Linked DNA regions of Zea mays: all the other regions are linked to region 1. A link is a contact called in public Hi-C data. All regions are on one chromosome and are shown on one strand. Each heading gives the region's core, a stretch centred on a gene start, on an enhancer-like site or on the middle of the called end of the contact. The rest is flanking DNA. Distances are from core to core; before and after follow the strand shown.

Region 1 (3,645 bases), core at 497-2,996:
ATGTCAGTCTAAACGTCATCTAAAATACAAGTAGAACCATACAACTCATCGTGGAAGTTTTCAAATATGACATGTCTAATATCAATATGATATAAAATATTTTATGTTGTGCAAAAAGACGTACCATAAATCTATCTTCAGTAGAGTATGGAAAATAGGGAACGTGTTGAAAAGAGAAGTTTAAAATAGGAGATAAGATAAGAGATATGTCGAAGATAGTCTAACATATCCTTATAAACAATCGTCTTGGATGTTATACAATGTTTGTTTAAGTCTAACCGTAATTTGATACTAGATGGAAACTAAAATCGGACTATTTAAACTTATTACTGCTTTCACTCGAGTGTTAGTATTATCATTTATGTTACAATTCGTGAACCAAATAATGCCTTAGCTATAGCATGAACCCTGTATATCACGCCTAGAGAAGGCAGCGACGAGCACGTTTGACCGTTTTTTTTTTTTGCTTTTTTGAACCTTTTCCGAAAGATTTTCTCCTGATTTGTTAATCCATCACGTTTTACGTATCCTATGTGATTATAATCATCATATATACCAGTATTAACTTGTAGGTAGCCAAGCTAAGCTAGCATTTGCGGCGGACGATCGAGACACACGACACATGTAATACAGCTACCTAGCTCTCCCAAGGTTTAGTTGCATGCAAGATGCCACGTTCTTCATCTGGTCGGCACGTGTTGGACGGCTGGCTCATGAGACGCGAGCCCGACAATATAAAGCCACGTTCATTATCGCAGACCTCCTTTTGGATGAGGCCGACCGGCCGTTTCTAGGAAAGCAGTCGCCGTCCATCTCTTGCCATGTAGACGTCAGCTTAATTTATAGATTTTAGTGTCATTTATATTGACGACGAGATATCTATTTTCTAAATTCAAACTAAAAAAGACGCAATTGTAAAAATCTTTCAAAAAAGGGTCAAAAAGCCAAAAAAAAAAGACGGGCACGTTTGATGGATTGGATGTGCTTGCTACACGGCGATCACGATGCTTGATACGTACTTTCCATTGATACAACAGTGGCTAAGTTAAAGAAAAAATTCTTTAACTTATAAATATTTTAAGCCAAACTTTATAAAAAGTAGGAGAGGAACATCCCTGACCAAATATGAGTTTGTTTGATAAAGCTCTGGCTTTGACTTTTTTTCTAAAAAATAGCTTTATTTAAGTTAAAGCTATTTCGTAAATCGTTTGTTAGAAACGGCTTAGCTTAAGGTCAAAGTCATGTCTATGTATTAAAGTGTTAAAGCCAGAGCCAGATCATAAAGCTATTATTTATAACTTATTCTCGACAGTAAAAACGGCTGACTTTTAGGTATTTCCCGTAATAAACCGTTTTTAAAGAAAATGTTTAGTAGGACCTCAACTTTTTAAAAGAGAAGTTAGAGCCAAAGTTCTGCCAAACGCTCACTCGGCGGCAGGGCAGTCACGCAGTGACAACGGTCAAAACGAGACGGAGGCAGCCGCGCAGGTGTCCGTTGGCGTAGAGACGACTGTTCGCGCGCAGGCCGAAAATCGGGGCCCAATGGGCCCAGATACCTCGCGTGGGCGGAAAGCTAGCGACGCCCACCGATCCGCACCTTCCGCTGCGGGCACCAGATCCCTGCGTCCATCCAAAGCTACACCTACACGGCCACACGGGCCACACCGGCACCGCTCCCCCACCAGAAAGCAATAGAGAAGCGCCATTTCCCCCATATAAAAGCCCCCGCGTCGGCCCCTTCAGCTCCAGACGCCCTCTACTAATCCAGCCCATTTCGAACTCTCTCTAGACGCTTCCTCGGTCTCTCTGTTCACCGCCGCCCCGTACCATACTCCTCTTCGCGCCGTAGAAATGGTGAGCACGAACTGCCGCGATAGATCGATTATTCCAGGGTGGTTGTCGCTCGGTGATCCTGACGTAGATCCTGCGGTTTGCCTTGGTCGGATCGTCTGATCGTTCGGTGATTGTGTGGTTTTTTTTATGTCGCAGGCGCTGCCGAATCAGCAGGGCGTGGATTACCCCAGCTTCAAGCTCGTCATCGTTGGCGACGGTGGAACTGGTGATTCTCTCTGGCCTTCCATATGCCTCGAATGTTGTTGTTATTATTATTATTATTCGTATCCGGATGTTGGGAGATACAGTTTCTGGTGCCCGCGCCACGTTTATTGCCGTGATTTCTTAGAGATCTGGCGGACTGGGTACTGATCCGTGGTTGAGGCAGCAGATATTTTGCCCGGTGGGATTGTGGGAAGGCATATGGATATGGGATTGGTAGGGGGGCGTGGTTGGTTTGTGGGCACTGGATTCTACACGGAGGGCCGTTAGCTATTCGTGTGCTGATTTGGGGGTTTTTAGCCATCTTTGAAACGCAGTAATAGGAAAACATAGGAATAAAATGCTCTAACATCTTGAATCCTATGGATTGAGAAAGCACATAAAACTGCAAGAGCAAGTTTAAACGTATTAGACGGATCACAGGAAAAACAGAGGAATTCGATGAGAGACTGACACGAAGGAAGCTTTCCATGAGGTTCAACCTCTGTAGTAAAAATTGTTCCAAAATTCCTATGAAACAAGCCATTAAATAGGATTTGCAAAAAACCCACTCCTTTGTTCCAAAGGGGTTATTCCTATAGGATTTGTATCCTCTTGTGTTTTGGATAATACATGGGATGCATCCGGTTTCTTGCGGATTAATTTTGTTACTGGCAATTTTTGTCTTCTTGTTCTGACCAGCCTTAAAGGCTGTATCATCTTCTGCTGATAGTACCCTTGCAACAAGGATCTACTCAACAGTACCGTAAGCTGTTTGGTGACTGGTGAGAATATGGTTAAGGAGACTTGAAAGGATGGAAGATATCTAAAGATTTAGTCTTGAATATGAGTGCATGGATAACAGCTATCCATCTGCGGAACCTTAAATTGCGGTTTTGGTTGAGTTTTAACTCTGGCCTATCCCAACTTGCTTGGGACTAAAAAGGCTTTATTGTTGTACTGTTTAGTCTCTGATGAAAGGTTGAGGAGTTACTCAAAAAACTCGGCCGGGGAGGGAAAGACCGCCCTCCCGGTATTATATTAAGAAGAGACCGAAACATTGGTCCCGGCCGAGAAAATTCCCGAACCCTGGCCCCCCATCACTAACGGGTCGACGTCAACTGTCCACTCTACAACGGCCCAACCGGAGGGTGGCGCACAGGACATCGTAACCCGAGAGCGGATGGGGCACAACGAGGGGATTTTTTTAACCAAGCCTGAAAATTCGCTCCCGAGGGGAATCGAACCCAGGACTTGGAGGTGCTACTCGGAAGTCCTCAACCACTAGGCTAGAGGCCCTTTCGCGGTTGAGGAGTTACTCGAGGACAGAATGTTTATATCTGATCAGAAATAAGTGTTGCAGTTCGCACATGATTTTAATTCGAAGCAATTTGGGGTAGGATAATGGGTATTCAACTTAAAATAAAAGGTGTGCTCCTTTTCAAAACAGGTATTGTGTTGATATATGTTTAGTAAAAGGCGTGCACATAGAAGGGTACCCATGTGGTTAAAAATCTATGTGCAATCTACAGTGTTGAGGTGCATTGGAGGTTAACTTTTGGTTGTGTGTTTCTCATTAGTATAAAGTGCCCTGTTCTTTTTCAGTGATTA
Region 2 (3,645 bases), core at 772-3,271, 250 kb after region 1:
TAAACTGCCAGTTCTGCATGATGTTATACAATGCTAATCATGTGCTTACTATATATAGTTTGATACTACTTGGTACTAGGACACCACAAGAACTATAATCAAACAAACTCTGATTTGCTGGTCAGCTAAATGCATCAAACTCATTGCTAAAAATTGGAGTAAACGAACGGCAAAAACGAATCTAAAATACAAGTAAAGCATGGTGACTAACAGTAACTAAAGGCCTCCTTAACTTGTGAAACTTGGCTTCCCAAATAAATAGTTTCTGAAAACTTGATGGCGTAAATTTAGCCTGTCAAACAATCTTTAGATAAGTTGATATTACCATATCGTTCAGGGGAAAGGAATATTTCCATAGCAGCTCCATAGTAATCAGCATAGATGATGGTTACTCCAGGATGGAGCCTGCGAAGCTTCTTGAGCTGCTCCACAAGAAGCTTGTTGTGGTACTGTGAGAACTCGTTCATCCATCTAAGACAACCTGTCTGTGGATCATAATCCTCTTTCTTATTGCTCTTGAATATCATCAGATATTTTGGGACACATCCAATAGGAAGGTTTCCTGGAACCACAAGAGTCTTGGCTCCTAGCTGAATCAATTCCTGCAAACTCAATGCATTGTAAATTACTATCTATATATGTTGTTAACAGCTACAGCACCTACAATAAAACTAATGCTCACGCTGATTGTAGAAGAAATTTTCGCAACAACACTCGGAGTGATGGCGCGAATTTCCTCGAAGGGAACTCCAGAAAGAAGAGGTCCGTTGTAGTCATTGCCCCCGATTTCTCCAACTAAGAAGAGAGATTGGTTCATCATATCCGAGCAACCTGTGCAACAGACATGATCCTGAATCAGCATATAGAGATTACATCAAACAAAAGAAGGTGATGGAGTTACTGCAGTCCATGTTCCGATAAAACTAATACATTCCCTAGCAGTTGGAGCCGAGGATAAAAACAGGACAGGGAAGGGAAGCCCATACCGATCAACACCGTTTATCGTATTTACCGATCGTTTAGCGTACTTTCAGTAAAATATGAAAATATGGTAAAAAAAAATAGGATAATCAGAAGAAGGGTTTTCCAGACCGTATCCTCTGTTCCTGTTTCTATATAGGAGAAAGTTCCTGTTTCTTACCCAGGAAAGTTCCCATTTTTCAGGCTGAAGCCCCAAACCCCTAGATTATTAAAATTTGATATTTATCATCTCAGTCAATGCATCAACCTTACCGGAGTCCTGGGCGTCAAATGGGGAAGCATGGAACAGGAGGAGACGAGGAGGTGAAACAGCTGGAGACATACATACCGGCGAGGTTGCCGGGGCAGAGTAGGTCGAGCAGGCCGCGGAACCACTTCATCTCCATGTCGAGGTCCACTCGGTTTCCCATGTTGTGGAACCCCCTTGCACGGAAGAAGTCCGGGCTGAGCGCCGTGGCGCCGCCCACGGCGAAGTTGGCCCCGCCCGCGAAGTCCTCCGCGCTCCGTCCGCTCAGATACGGTCGCACGAACGGGAGGCCGAGCGTGTCCGCTGCGACCACGTGAATCCCAAATCTCAAAGTCAGTACTACGTACCACGCAGTCTAATTCATCAATACGTCCGTAGTGTGGGTAGCTTACCGATGAAGTCGACCACGAGGCGCCCGTTGGAGGCGCGCCCGGTGGCGCGGTGGAAGAAGGTCTCGCCGTAGGGTGGCCGGAGCTTGGCTGAGTCGTTGCCATAGACGAACGGGTAGTTGCCCGTGTCCGCCAGAGAGTCCCCGAAGTTGAACACGCGCGGATAGCAACCCGCCGCTGGCGCCACTGCACCCAACAGTAGCACCACAACCGCCGCCGCAGCCGCCGGCAAGAGGAGCCCTCGTCCTCCTCTCGCGGAGGCTGAGGAATGCATGGCGAATGAGCCCGGGGAGACGGGCACGCCGTCGAAGAGGCCGAACAAGTCTGATCGGGGACGAGGCCTCAGCGTCACCAAACTACCAAGTACCAAACCAATATAATAAATGCGGCAGCCAATCGGCGTCTGACTTTTGGCGATTGATAAGGCGGGGCCCAATCGAAACGGTCTGTCCAATCTAACTCAACTCCAACGAAAGTGGTTGCTGGATCTGTCCAAGGGCAACATCAATTTCTTCGAATATAGTACTCCTCCGTTTCTCTTAATTTGTTATTTAGTAGTTCAAATTTGTACTAACGAACGATATATATTAAGGAATGGAGGGAGTAATTAGCTTGCTGTGACTTTTGCTGTGACTTTCGAGACAAGCAAGCCTGGATATACTCGATCGACCACGACGCGCCTTTGCTAGCTGCTTTGCATTCGTACGTAGTATACAGTACTCCAGTAGTGGCGTGTGGTCCTCCATCCATCGGGTCCCATGCCGACTTTATATGCATATAGTAGATCATTGGCCACGTGTTGCACGGCTTGATGTGACAACCGCTTCTGTAGTTAGTGTCAAAACTATACATAAATAAATAATATAAATAGCACAAAGTTCTCTTTTATGATGGTATAAAGTATAATAATAATAATAGTAATAAATTTGGATTGCAAATAACTCATAACACGATAATTTGAAGTTGTTCCAAAGTCCTATTTGAAAGCAATCTAGTTTTTAAGAATTCAATTTCTATATGTCTCTATTTTTTGGAAACTGGTTTATGAAAAAAAAATGGGTTATAATGTTTGGAACCACTTTATTTTTCATAAATTGGGTTTAGCTAGGGAAAAGTAGCTTCTTGGTTTTTAAGAAACTGAGAATCCAGATTCTATAAACTGGGACACAAACTGATATATTTGGAACCAAGTCAGTTTTTATAAACCTGTTTCTTAAAAACTGAGTGCTTTCAAATAGGCAAAAACTTGACGATTATATGCAGACCACATATATTACATAACATAACAATAGTTTATAACCACTAACATTATATGCGGTAGTTAGGTTGATGACCCAAAAGCAAATACAATAAGCACAACAAAGTTCATATGTCTAAAAAAGAGCAAAAGTATATAGTTTTAAGTAGTGATCGTCCTTAGGGGAGGCTGAGGAAGGCACGGTGAATGATCTCCGGGACCTCCAAGAGGCTGGCCTCTCAGCGTCATCAAACCAATAAAAAAATGCGGCAGACATGCATGCATCAGCGTCTGACTTGGCGATGGATAAGGCGGATCCAACCTTGCCTAAGGCCTTGTTCGTTTACATCGGATTGTACCCGGAATCGTTCCGGCTAATCAAAGTTTATATAAATTAGAGAAGCAATCCGGCTCGGAATCGTTCCGACCCACCAATCCGACACAAACGAACAAGGCCTAACACGGTCTCTGTCCAATCACGAGTGATTGGATCTGTTGCTACATCAATTTCTTCTAAAATAATTTACAGGGTCTCTAGCTTTGTCCTCAACCTTTATTCCAACTAGTTAAACCTTTATTTCAACTAGTTAGATGCTATATATATATATATATATATATATATATATATATATATATATATATATATATATATATATATATATACTTCACCTACTAATGGAAGCCCCAGCCAGGACGCGGTCTATCCAGCACCCGCGTGCTTGCGTCAGCCATGTAATTGACAGCCAAGAATCCAGGACGATAAGCGTAAGGCAATATACGAATATATATAT
Region 3 (3,645 bases), core at 493-2,992, 210 kb before region 1:
GGGAGCGTGCTTCGGCGACGCCGTTGCGTGCATGGCGCCCCGGGGCACGGGCTCCGCGGCTCCGGGCGGGCACAGTCAGCAACCGGCAGCCGCTTCCCCGGCCACGAGGCGCCGCTGACGAGTGGGCGCGGGACCTCATGGCAGTGGCCGTGGCGGCCCCGCGCTCGTGTGCGCCGCGACGTGGAGGCAAATGGAATCGCGCGCAGACCTCGCGCCTGCGCGCTACGGTGGCCGGGTCGGACCACTGCGACGCCGATCCAGCAGAAAAAAGGCAGCGTAGGTGGTGGCGGCCCAGAGCGGCGGTCTCTTTCCGCGGCATCTAGCCGAGGATGATATCTCGGGTGATTTTTGTTAGAGATTTATTCGACAGCAAAGTGGGATTCGCGGACAGTTGAAGCCTGCAATTGTCTGGACCAGGCAAGGCATCACACCACACACACATGCGCCAGAGCGCTGGAGGTGGCATGGTTTAGCAAAGGCAAACGGAGAGCTGCTAAAACCTGCTGTGTGCACTCGTTTTTTTAACTGTCTACAACATCACCTGCTCTGTCCTCCCGGCCGCCGCTGCCATAGATTTCTTCATCCTCTCCGACGTTTTCTTGCTGATCTCGGAAGTCGGAATCGTTAAGCCTTGAGGATCTTTTAGCAGGTAGGATGAGAGAAGAGAATTAGGGAGTCGGACCAGACACGAACAGCACAACACAGTAGGGGAGAGGGGAATGAAGGTAAGCGAGGACAGGATCCAAATGCAGCGTAGGTGTGTTTGGTTGAAGAGCGGAAGAGAATGAAGCAGCTTCATTCCTGTTTTCTTTTTGGATATTTTGTTTTCAACGAAAGAGCAGTAGAGTGGCTTCTAGAGTTTATGTAAGACAAATACTTTGAATGGTCCTGTTCCACCGAAACGACCGGACACGAGCGCTCTCCTCTCCTCCCTAGTCATTATGTTTCTCCAACCAAACAATGAATGAAGCGACTCCACTCTATTCTATTCTTCAACCAAACAAAAAAAAATGTATCAGTTCCGTTCTACTCGCCAAACACAGAATGAAAATAGCCCCATTCTCAAAAAATGTAATGGAGGCGCTCGGTTGTTTAGATGGGTGTGAATATGAGTTTAGATCAGACAACTATGATTCAAATCAGAGATAGATGCTGCTGCGGCATCTACTAGTCTACTCCCGCGTATACATATGCGTGGGCCGTTTTCTCTTCGTAATGGGCCGGGCACCGTGCCACGGACGGTCGTGATTCCGCGAGCGCTCGGTTGGGCTGTTACTCGTTACTCGTTAGTCCTGTCCGTCGCTACTCGGTTGGGTTGTGCTGGTCCCCATGAACCCACCTCAGTACCTCAGTCCGAACCCATCCTGTCATGTGGCAGTCCTGCAGTGCTGCAAACTGGAACCACCTACCCACCGTACGCCCCCCTCGACGTTTTCGGTTTATTGGAATTTCATAGGGATCAGTTCATTTTTACAAGAAAAGCACAGAAAATAGAAAATTTTCCCGCATTTCAAAGAAGTCCTCGTTATTTCGTGCGTATTCGCTGGTGCTCTAGCGCCCCACTCGATCCTACCGTACCATGCATCCGCTGTGCAATAGCTCTAGTCTGCCGCGCATCGTGAGGCGGGGCCAAGCACAAGTAGAGCAGCGCCGCCGCACCCGTACTGCACGGCTGAGCCCTGGCACTGGCACGGCGGAGCGGTCACGCCGATGGCTCACAGAGTCAGACCGCGCAGCGGCCACGCCTACCCGTGGTTCCGGCCAGTTCTTCCACCGCGCCCATGTGCGAGCGGCTGAGGGAGCTGACGGCCCAGACGCGTGACTCGTGATCGAAAGGCTGCCTCCATCAGTCCATCCGGCCCGCCGTGGAACTGGAATCTACGATACGCGCCGGTAACTCGTGAGCTTTGGCGTCTTCGTCTTGTTGGCCGCTCTCAGGCGCCTCAAGTCGCCTCCTGCTGGCGTCGTACGTCGCAGGCTGATGATTGTCATTTGGCATTTGCCAAAGCCCAGCCCTGATGACTCGAGGACATGCAAACGTAGTTTGGGCGACTATTTGAAAGGATCGGGCTCAGGTCCATACCCATTATCCATATAGTGAGTGATATACGTGCTGGAAGCCTGAAACCGGAGCCCGCCTCCGTTTAAATTCAGCCCATGGCCGCTGTCGTTCAACGGAGAGGCTGCTTGCCTTGCCTTGCTGCTACGACGAGGACACTACAGATACCTTGATTTTCTTTTTCTTCTTTTTGTCAACTTCCTGTATCCAGTTCACATAGACATGCCACGGCAAAAATCATCTGCTCCTGTGTCCTGCCCTCGGTCAGCTGGAATAAATAAACCGTAATCCAATCTACACAAAAACGAAAAAGGCTCACGACAATTTTGGAAGACACAGGGGGGTATCAACAGCCTGCCTACGGGGTCCAAGTCCGACCTAGACTGCTCTATGACACGTCTGGAATGCTACACTGTTTACGGACAGGATTGCTGAAACCTTGGCCAGTGTCCCAGTGACACATCTCTCTCTCTCTCTCTCTCATGTACATGAACATACTCCCTCCAGTGCAGTAAAGGTAGTCGTTTATGACATGATTGTGCATACCAAGGAGTGATTAATTATCATAGAGTTTTCCCTGTTTGCCCCTATTAAATAGGGATATGGGTGCATTAACGTCACTAAAACAATTAGGCTTGATTGGTTGTTGCAGCAGCTCCAAGGCATTCTAGACTGGAGGTCTTCAAGTTCGATTCCTCTTAAATGCATCTTTTTTTGTGCAATTACTAGGGGCAACAACGTCCAAATCCCAGACCCACGCGCGCTATGACTTCTTTTTGTGCACGTTCGGTCACGCGCAGGATGACTTCTTTTACTGCACCGGAGGGAGTACATCAATAACAGCATACAGTTTGGAATGTTTAACTCCTTTACTATGAGAGAAAAAAAAGCAACGAGTCTTGTACGGATTCTCTCCTCTTATCATTGGCAATGAGTTGCGGTTGCAGCACAGAGAAGATTCCTCCTGCTGTCTTGTTGGTAGTACGCGATACTAGGGGCCAAGGCTGGATCAGAGATAGAGATACCACCAGAAGCAGCAGTGATGCCGCAGGAATCCCGGGGCTCTGTGTGTTTGCCGAATTATTGGATCCATCCCACTGCTGTTGGAGCTGGCTAGCTCTAGCTAGACTGCCGTATTATTGGCCTCATCTACCGATCAATATTCAAACTAGCATGCCAGCTTGAATGTTCCTAAAGGTTTGGTTTGGTTTGGTCAAACCTTTGGTAACGTACAGATACTCCTCCGGTCCTCCCTGTACTTGGAGATAAATCGCATGAGAAAACCCCGCTTTTTTTTTTTTTGCAGGCGACACCTCCCCCGCTTTTCCAGCAGCAGCAGCAGCAGCAGCAGCTTATCATGGGCCTGGAAGCTAAACAAACATCCGGGGGACTTTCCTGGGAACTCGATCGGCATAAAGCTTGCCCTGCTTTGCGCTGAAACATGATGAAGTTGAAATAACCACTGTTGGAGTATTACCTACCCTATCCTTTTTAATTAAGCGATGTTGTCCATCCTGATTGGCAAAGGCCCATTTCTCTCTCTCTCTCTCTCTTTATTCTACTATATCTTGGGGACACCTGGACAT
Region 4 (3,645 bases), core at 828-3,327, 190 kb after region 1:
TTGAAGAAATTTTGGCAATGACGTTTGGTGTGAATGAGCGGATCTTTTCAATCGGCACTCTGGAGAGCATAGGTAGGTTGTAGTCATTGCCCCCAATTTCTCCGACTATGAAGAGGGATTGGCTCATGATGTCTGAGCAACCTGTGCAATAAACAGAGCTTTGAATTAGCATGTAAAATTACAATATAACAAAGGTTTAAAGAAGTGACAGAATCGCAAGCATTTTTAGTATTGAAGCAATGATAATCCTAGAAAGTTACTGTTACATTGATTTTTTATCCCGTTAGAAGTCAGATTTACCATAGTAATAGACTAATAGCTTCCTTAGCAGAGCAGTGGATTGCTTGTGCACAGCAATTGTGCCAAGTGAAAGTAGACGCATTTGGTTGTATGACATTTCCCTGATTGTCAGTAATTTTGTATCTGATGATTGTGACTGTATTCCAAACAATTAAATAAGAAGCAGTTTCTTTCTGGTTGTGTTGCAGCAGAATGCCTCCAGAGACTAAATAGTTTATTTCACAGAATCTCCCATTTCTAACCGTAAGTTGTCACCAAAAGAAAAAAACTGATGCAGAACAATGTTATGGTGATTTGAGGCACCAAAAGAAAAAACTGATGCAGAAGAATGTTGGGCCACGGCTTCTGATGATATAGACTGAACTTTCAGTTCTGGTTTTGACAATGACTGTATAGACTGTCCGGTTAGCATTGGACCGATACCATCCACAAGCGTCAATTTATTGCTGTTACCATCAATGATGAATCATTTTGCCTATATCACCATTCACTCGATTATTTCTTCTCTTTAGATTTGGAAGGATAACTTTGGAATTCAAACATTCCCTATCAACACCTTTGCATCGCACGCGCACCTTTCTCGTTCCATCGCCAAACACCTGCACACCACACCATATACATCGAACTTTTTTTTTGTTCATTTGCTATATGCTACTTTCCCCACCCGCCACTAGAATTTCCTCTCTCTCCCCCGATAGCAGTGGAATTCCAAAGATCAGGTCGAAGGCAGAGGATGGAGTCCAGGAGGTAAAAGGGAGCAACCATACCGGAGCGGCCGCTGCGGCAGAGGAGCTCAAGCAGATCGTGAAACCACTTCATCTCCATGCCTAGGTGCACACGTCCGTCGCCGATGTCGAAACCCCTGGAGCGGAAGAAGTCCGGGCCGAGCGCCGTGGCGCCGCCAACTGCGAAGTTAGCGCCGGACGCGAAGTCCTCCGCGCGGCGACCGCTCAGATACGGCCGCACGAACGGGAGCCCCATCGTGTCCGCTGCAGTCGCGCGACAAATCTCGAATCAGTATTACCGGTACCACGCAGGATAATTTGATCGAACGGTCGACTGACAGATAGGCGTTTGTAGTTTACCGATGAAGTCGAGGATGAGGCGGCCGTTGGAGAATCGCCCCGTGGCGCGGCGAAAGAAGGTCTCGCCGTAGGGTTGCCGGAGTGCGGGCTCGCCGGAGCTGTTGCCGTAGTAGAATCTGAAGTTGCCGGTATCGGCCAGCGAGTCCCCGAAGCTGAACACGCGCGGGTAACACGCCAACGCCGGTTCCGCCCCAATTAGTACCATTACCGCCACAGCCGCCGCCGCGGCCGGTAGTAGGATCAGCTGTCTTCCTCCTCTGCCGGGGGCAGAGGACGCCATGGACTCTTTCCCAGGGTATCAAGTCGGCACGCGCTGCTCGAGGCGGCCGTAGAAGAAACTGAGGTGCCGTTTGGTTCAAATATTTGTAACGTAATGGGTAAGTCATTACGTTAAATCATGTTTGTTTTAGTCCAACCGTAATCAGATACCGTACTAAAATTTGATACCGGACTATTCAAACTTGTTACCGCCCGTAATCAAGTGTAAACCATTACCATTACCCTTTATGTTACATTTCGTGAACCAAACAGCACCTGAATTCAACGAGTCTGATTTGGGGCAGGCTAGATGGTTGACTGTCCTGCTTTTATAAACGTTGTGACTCGTGAGTGCAAACAAAAGGATGGACACGTGGCCATTAACTATAGTAACGGCCTTGTAGGCCTACATTGTTGTGTGGCCCGCTAGACAGTGGGGGTGGAGCTGTCTGTCTCTCGTTTCTCGTGCCGTGCATGCTGTGCTCATTTGCCTTTTTTTTTTTTTGCACACAAGACCTTACGTTATACTATAGCAGGAGAAGCTCACGCGGACTCTCACTCTCTCAGGCTTCAGCTTTGACTTTGGATACTTAGCGTTAGTTTGGAAACTCAAATCCCCTTTGGGATTAAAAGATATTAGAGAGGAAATTAGTTCATTTCCACCTCAATTCCTTCCAATTCCGAAGGGGATTTGAGGTTACCAAAGTAGCCCTTATGGTTGACCACTTGACCTCCAATGCTTCAATTTCTCCTACACATAGAGCATCTACAAAAAACGCTAAAAATATCCCCAAAACCTTTTATTGGGGGCTCTTGGAATAAAATTTCCAAAAAATGTAATCCCACACCAGAATGTTAATAAATTGTCCCTAAAAAATTTTGAAACTGAAACTAACATCAGAGCATGCTTCATGCGTAGTAATCACAGATTGATTGTTGATCTGTTGTGGATTTCTTGCTGACCGGCGATAGCTGCTGAACGTCGTGTGGAATGATCCAATGGCTGCTACCTTGCTTGCCTTGTTCCTTGTGCGGTGTAAGAATTAGGTCCACAGGCGTGTCAGCCGCTTCAAGATAGTCACTGTATAAAGAAGCAAGGAAGGTTGTGTTGACACCATGGTTGAGTTGTCACTGTATTAATAGTCATTGTATAAAGTAGTCATTGTATTAGGTCCACAATGATTGAGGCCTTTCATGGTTGAGTTGTATTAATCCTCCTGTAAAAATGTGTCACTGCTTAGCTCTGTTCTATGGAGCAAGAAACAGAGAAACAAAGAGGAACATCACCAACCTTGGGTGAAGCTGAATGGATTGAATACAGGTAAATATGAGCACATGTCGTTGTCAGTTTGGTTGTGGAATGTTCTTAGTATTTCTTCGTAAGGGTACCCCGTACTTAGGAAGAGTTGCAATCTGCTGAGAAGAACCTGGGTGAGAGTAAAAAAATGTGTTAGTGATGATCAATATTCATTAGAATGCTACGTTATCACACAGATAAGCCTTTTCTGATTTTCCTTGATAGTGTAGTAGTATCTTGGGAAAGACTGAAGTTTTTCTTTATATGTTCAACTTTATACAAAATGTTGCTGACATGCATGGCGGATCATGTTTTTCCTTTGCAATAAGATCTTGCTAAATACTTTTAACTAATTCGGTCCGGAGTATGAAATATGCTAACCCGAGCTCCTGAAAGTTTGTCATCCCAGGTAAACACTCCATAGTTTGGACTTCCAAACCAGTAGGCTCCAGCTTGCTTTGCCATTCCTTGGCCTATGGAGACTGTGAAATTGTAGTAATGGTCATTGAACGGGGCTTTTGTAGAATTGTAGTAACTCATCCCAGTAGGTGGTGGAATTGTAGAAAATTGCCAAATTTGTACGGGGCTTTTGCACCTTTGAAGAGCTTGCTAGAGTATGCTTTGCTGTCCTTGAACACTACGGAAGTTGCGGTCAGGGCGGCATGCTAGATCTGGACAAGAGTGACATTCAGTGACCGGCGTTTT

What was found. A called contact is a pair of places that touch in the nucleus more often than the background predicts.
Region 2: a Hi-C map of tassel shows a contact between it and region 1, with 2.1 times the contacts expected there. The contact joins the promoter of LOC100282715 here to the promoter of LOC100282843 in region 1. A contact is called at or near these places in 2 of 25 Hi-C or Micro-C datasets (endosperm and tassel).
Region 3: a Hi-C map of leaf shows a contact between it and region 1, with 4 times the contacts expected there. The contact joins the enhancer-like site here to the promoter of LOC100282843 in region 1. A contact is called at or near these places in 5 of 25 Hi-C or Micro-C datasets (bundle sheath, ear, endosperm and 2 more).
Region 4: a Hi-C map of tassel shows a contact between it and region 1, with 4 times the contacts expected there. The contact joins the promoter of LOC103651420 here to the promoter of LOC100282843 in region 1. A contact is called at or near these places in 3 of 25 Hi-C or Micro-C datasets (bundle sheath, ear and tassel).

The regions. Positions count from the first base shown.
Region 1 is chr3:219,843,089-219,846,733 of Zm-B73-REFERENCE-NAM-5.0, reverse strand. LOC100282843 reads left to right here and starts at 1,746. Exons shown (of 8, transcript NM_001155749.2): 1 at 1,746-1,854; 2 at 1,990-2,059. The coding sequence starts at 1,852.
Region 2 is chr3:219,590,467-219,594,111 of Zm-B73-REFERENCE-NAM-5.0, reverse strand. LOC100282715 reads right to left here and starts at 2,021. Exons shown (of 5, transcript NM_001412184.1): 1 at 1,621-2,021; 2 at 1,310-1,531; 3 at 683-831; 4 at 326-602. The coding sequence starts at 1,891.
Region 3 is chr3:220,052,713-220,056,357 of Zm-B73-REFERENCE-NAM-5.0, reverse strand. No RefSeq gene overlaps it. Among protein-coding and RNA genes, the nearest start is that of LOC100382454, 62 kb to the right of the region's middle. Within about 2 kb of position 1,742, at least 19 of the 20 cell types and tissues checked have an H3K27ac peak or open chromatin away from gene starts, as enhancers often do. A contact at or near this core is called in bundle sheath, ear, endosperm and 2 more, where this site is marked.
Region 4 is chr3:219,649,575-219,653,219 of Zm-B73-REFERENCE-NAM-5.0, reverse strand. It overlaps LOC103651420 (GDSL esterase/lipase At1g28600), which reads right to left and starts at 2,077. Exons shown (of 7, transcript XM_020550527.3): 1 at 1,920-2,077; 2 at 1,386-1,723; 3 at 1,068-1,289; 4 at 1-141. The coding sequence starts at 1,665.